Linked DNA regions of Mus musculus: region 1 is linked to region 2. The links are chromatin contacts, called in public promoter capture Hi-C maps. All regions are on one chromosome and are shown on one strand. Each heading gives the region's core, a stretch centred on a gene start, on an enhancer-like site or on the middle of the called end of the contact. The rest is flanking DNA. Distances are from core to core; before and after follow the strand shown. Region 1 has its middle 21 kb from the start of Dubr. Region 2 holds the start of Ift57 (intraflagellar transport 57).

Region 1 (2,700 bases), core at 16-2,515, 1.1 Mb after region 2:
TGTGTAGGTTTGCTATGGGCTGACCTCAGGAAGGAGTGTGGCAGTAAGCAAGGAATGAACAAGCAAACCAGTAAATAGCTGGCATAGTTTTTGTCCTCTGAGAGTGAAGAGTTTTGCTGAAGAGGCATAATCTTATCAAAAATAAACAAATAAATGAAAGGCAATTTAATAGAGACAGTTTAAACATCAGCTCTTTTTTTTTTTGTAGTTGTTGTTAGTTCAGAATTTAAAAAGAAAGTAGGACCAGAGCCAAGCAGCCAGTTCTAAAGTGACGTCCTTAAACTTTAGAAGTTTCCTTGGCGCAGCAAAAACATTCCAGGAAGTAAAGCGGTTATAAATAGTTTCGGATCATTGTGGAAATGTACTGGGAACCTGGCAGAAAATGAATCAGTCGGGCTTTCCACAAGACCCACCTCAAATGAAGATCCCAATGCAAAGTGGCAGGAAGCCGTCTAGGGATGCCGCGACTAGGGATGATGGGCCGGTGGCGATGGGGTTCCAGGCATGAGAAAGAGACTCAGTCTGAAGTGCTCTCAGGCTGGATCAACTCTAAGGAAGGAGAGCATTAACAGAAGTTTTCCTAACAGAAGAAGAAAGGCTCCGGAAGACACCATTTCTAGCAAGGCAGGCTTTCTCTCACAAGCACTGAAGATGTTTCTGTCTGGGGTAAGGGCTTCAGCGTAGGCAAGCAGGTATAACGAGCACCATTGCATTTGGGTGGATGGGGGGGATAAACAAAGGTATTTCTGGAGAAATTTGCAGTATTTTTTTTACATTCCCATCTCCAATATGTCTCATTGTGAGCTATGGATGGACTGTGATGTCCAGTTTAAATAGGAAGTCCCCATAAAGCACGCCGTGGAGATTTTAGTGCCACGAGAACGGCTTCCTTTGTATCTTTAATTTTATGTGTATGGGTGTTTTTCCTGCACACGTATCTGTGCACCACGTGTATTCAGTGATCAGAAGGTATCAGATCCCTTGGAACTAGAATTACAGACGGTTGTTAGCTGTCAAGTGAACGCTGGGAATTGAACCCCTGCCCTCCGCGGGAGCAGTCAGCATCAATGCTCACACCCAGAGAGCATTTCTCCAGCTTTGCCCGCTCCGTCCTCCATCCGTCCTTTCTATCTCTGAAGGTAGAGTGACTGACAAAAATAGCCATGTTCCCTTTTATACCTTGGATGGATGCTTGTGAAATCATGTTCCTGTTTGACGCGTGAGATGGGAAAATTACAGAACTCCAGAAGGGGGTGTGGAAAGGGGCAAAGAGAAGAACTCTGCAGTAATGGAGTTTGCCTCATGGCTCTGCCGTTGTTTACCTCGTTTCCTGGGCTCTGGGGACTTCTGGACCAGAGAGCTAAGACATACTTTCCCTGGAAAATGCTGGGACTTTATTAGGCTGGAAATAATAACAATAAAGCAAAAGTAAAACTTCCTATTGAAGTTTCTTTTGAGCATTGATGAAAAAAATATTAGACCAGTGGTATGATGGGCAACTTATCAGTTCTGACTTCTAGGGAAAGTTTAAGTCAAAGAAAACCTCTCCAAAAGAGGGACACTGAAGTTCTGAGAGTTTTCTTTCCCAAGGTCAAAGGGTGAAATAGTTTGCAGCTCCGAGAACTTGTGATTTCCTTCCTGCTTCTTTTTATCTCTATCAACCCTGCATTCCACTGCTTTGCCGTTGATGGCCCTTCCTCCCCACACCTTCTGCAGTAGGGACTTTCCATTCAGTCTGGTGGCAGCGGTTCTGGCAACAGCTCTTGCACTTGTGTGGCAAGCTTTTAAATTCCCATGCTTTTGAGCAGCTGCAGTCAAGCTGACATGAGTCAGTGGGAGGGGCTTAGGGGAACCTCCAGGGAGCAGTAACTTTTTGACAGTCTCACAAACAGAACATTTTAAGTCTAATGACTCTAAAAGCTCTCCCTGTACATGCAAAAGCAACTGCAGTTTTCCCAAAGTCTACTGTTTTTTTTTTTTCTTTTCTTCTTCTTCTTTGTCTTCTTTTTTTCTTTTGGTCCCCAGAAAGAATCAGGTTTCTGCCTATAGCAAGACACATTCTTCAAGGATTAACTGTGACCTCATAGCTAAAGTGGATACAAAATAAAATCTGGAGACAACTGGAAAGTGAGAAGGGGTGGCAGGGAGACATTTGGGAATACAGAAGTGCCAAGCTCTGGCTTTTGCAGGCAGGCCTATTGCCTAAATAGGGAAGGCAAGTTATTATTTTTCTCTTCTTCTACTCTTACTGTACTCACATAGGTGATTTTCAGTGTGGGTTCCTTTCCTAAGGCCTCAAGGGTCCCAGATGGCTTGTTAGAGGATGAACGTCTTCACCTCAGGCTCCTTCATCGAGTACCGAGAGCAGGCAGTGCCCTTGTCTGAGGCCACTGCATCGAGTACCTAACTGCTGATATTTGACCCTAGAAGAAGGTCAACTTGGTCAGCCTATTATTAAGAGAAAAACAAGGATAGCAATGGATCACAGACCCCTTCGGGGAACTAGAAAATGACCTCCACTTCTCTATTTCCGTGCACTGTTCTTCCCAGTGTAGCCTTTCCCCGTTCTTTGTTGGGTATCATAAAATGAAAAGAGTGAAGAATGCGGGATCCCTTCTGGGAGGAGTGAACCACAGAGGAAGGGGGAACAATTGATTCTTTTGATAAATGAAAATTTAGACGGTGCTTTTCCTTGCAATT
Region 2 (2,700 bases), core at 191-2,690:
GAGTGGGCGGGGGACTTTTAGGATAGCATTGGAAATGTAAATGAAATAAATACCTAATTAAAACAAAAGAAATTTAAAAAAAGTTTACAGAAAAGCTGTCTGTCTCAAAGTAGTAGTTGAGGACTGATATAGAAGGTTGTCCTCTGACCTCCACCTGTGAGGCGTGCAATTACCCAGTTATCCTTGGATTTCTCATCTCCATTTTATTTTCTACATAAATCAGTAGTTTTATGTGTGTCTTTTATTTGATGAATAGCAATGTTTTTCATTTGGATACCTTTATTAGCATTAGAAACAAGGCTGATTAGAAAGAAAAACTCTTCCTTTTATCACAAGGATTTTTACAAATATGATTCAGATTTTAATTATGTCAAAAATATGATCCTGCTACATTATTTAGGGTGTGATATAAGCTGTTGATGACCCCTTAACAGGCACAGGGTTAATCAGACAAATGTTACACCTCTTGCTTCTGAGTTATCTTAAGAAGTAGCTAGGCAACTTCTCTTCGCTTCACTTCTTATCTTTAACTACAAGAAAGATTGCCTGATGCAGTACTTTATTGTAAGGATAAGTCACATCCCTGGTCAGTTATGTCTCCATGTGTTTTCTAGGTCAATACGTGCTGACATAATAGCAGAAATGTTCTTATCTAAATGTAAGTGCTACAATGCAGCACTTCCTTTCCAGATACTATATTTTGTGGGATTTCATTAGTACTCAAGAATTTAAATCTGCATGGGCTCGGAACAGATTGAGGCCAATGTGTGTGTGGTATAAATCTTTTCCCAAGCTGCCCTCTTCCAAGCAACCGCTTTCCTAATGGAGTGAGATAAGATCATTGTAAGACTTTAAGTCTTATTTAGAATATACTCGTAAGTCTAGCACTATCTAATAAGCAATTAAGTTAAGAAATAGACTAGCAGTCTTGCGGGTGGAATTTCTGAGGTAATGTGAACCTAAGGACAGCGAGTTTCACCACAACTTCCCACTTTGAGAAAATAAAACAAGAATCACTGAGCAAGCATAACCTCCAACACTCTGTTCTGCTTCGTTTCAGTCCTTTGAATTGCTACCTCGATGACCAGATGTCTGTTCATTCAGCAGCCCTGAGCAGAATACCAGATCCTGTGCTCCTCTTGGCTGTACTCAGCATGCAGCGCTAAATAGCTGGGGACCCTACGCCTTTAAGGCGCGCGGGAGAGGCGGAAGAGGTGGGGGACGATGCGCCACGCCCATAGGGCGGAGCTACCCCCTAGGCCAGGGACCAGCATGGCGTGACGTCACGTAAGAATCCAGCTTTGATTGGTGAAAATTTAGAGAGGCCGGCTGGGAGCGAAGGAGGCGGGTCTGGTTGCCGTGGTGACCGGCTGCCCTGCGGTTGCCTGGTAACGGTGGGGACTGTGCGGTCTGTGGGGTGCGGGCGGCGAAGGCTGCAGAGATCCTGGCCGGAGCCCAGCCGGGCGCTGGGGGTCTGAGCAGGGATGGCCGCCGCGGCCGCGGTGATCCCGCCGTCGGGCTTGGACGATGGGGTGTCTCGGGCTCGCGGGGAAGGCGCAGGGGAGGCTGTGGTGGAGCGCGGGCCAGGAGCGGCCTACCACATGTTCGTGGTGATGGAAGACTTAGTGGAGAAGCTGAAGCTGCTCCGCTACGAGGAGGAGCTACTCCGAAAGAGCAATCTGAAGCCCCCGTCCAGGTGCGTGCCTTGCCCCCAGCGCCGGGTGCTGGCTGGACCCCAGGGGGACGCTCCCCCTTAGGTGAGGCGAAGACCCCGCGCGGGGGTCCTTACATCCCTTCCTCTGGCTTCTGTGCTCAGGAAGGAAACTTCCGCACTGTGGAAGGTGTAGTTTTTCAGACTTGATCATTTTGTGGAGAAAGTAAACAAGTTTTGTAATGGCAGGGAGGACTGGGGAAGACAGTCTGCCCATTTTTCAAAACAGTCACGCACCGTCTACCAAACACAAATCTTGTTTTAAATATAATAAAATACCCAAAGTAGAAAGGGTAGAAAAACCTATCTCTAGCGATGAGCGCCCTTATCATTTAGATCTCTTTCTAGTTTATGTTTTCCTTTGCTAGACTTTGTAAACTAACAACTGTGAATACTTAGGACATTTCTGAGCAGCACTTGTTATGTAGTAAGTAAACTTGTGGGCTAATTACTATGGTTCAAACGACTTAGTGCTTTTGCAACAATACTCTTAGAAAATGGGAAGTGGAGAAGGCAAATGAAATAAGTGTTTGGAATGGCCCTCAATATAGGACCTAAAGTTCCCGCTTGCGGTAGTGGGGAAAGTTTGGAATATCCCCAAGGCAGAGCCTATAGTTGTCAAGAGTGATAGACAAAAGTCCCTCCTGTAATCATGGTAGCTTAGTGATAACTGTGTTCTATTGCTTTTTTTTCCCTCTAAATCCCGTGTTTGTTTTATTCTGTAAGAAGAAATTAAAGAGTTATTTATCGTACTTTCTTTTCCATCAATGGGACACATATCATTTCTCTTGGCAGTTTTAAGCTCTTACCCTCTTCCAGACAGGTCTGGAAGAATTCTTGTATAAAATCTGCCCACAATGCCAAGTTAGTCTGTAAAAGGAGAAAAATTAGAGAAGAAAGATCATCTTGATCCTGATCCATAATAGAAGTTTCTAGATTGGGATTATTATTTAAAATAAATTGGTCATAGTAATATAGATGGCCAACAT

What was found. Promoter capture Hi-C pulls out the DNA fragments that hold promoters and counts their contacts.
Region 1: a promoter capture Hi-C map of liver shows a contact between it and region 2, with 5 times the contacts expected there. The contact joins the enhancer-like site here to the promoter of Ift57 in region 2. A contact is called at or near these places in 8 of 39 promoter capture datasets (the 3T3-L1 cell line, 3T3-L1-derived adipocytes, the C10 cell line and 3 more), 1 of 484 Hi-C or Micro-C datasets (muscle stem cells), 2 of 115 datasets of contacts at active chromatin or transcription factors (the 230-238 cell line and fibro-adipogenic progenitors) and 1 of 9 other capture datasets (embryonic stem cells).

What each region holds. Positions count from the first base shown.
Region 1 is chr16:50,752,061-50,754,760 of GRCm38.p6, forward strand. No RefSeq gene overlaps it. Among named protein-coding and RNA genes, the nearest start is that of Dubr, 21 kb to the left of the region's middle. Within about 2 kb of position 1,266, at least 101 of the 459 cell types and tissues checked have an H3K27ac peak or open chromatin away from gene starts, as enhancers often do. A contact at or near this core is called in liver and muscle stem cells, where this site is marked.
Region 2 is chr16:49,697,854-49,700,553 of GRCm38.p6, forward strand. Ift57 (intraflagellar transport 57) reads left to right here and starts at 1,441. Exons shown (of 11, transcript NM_028680.3): 1 at 1,441-1,696. The coding sequence starts at 1,485.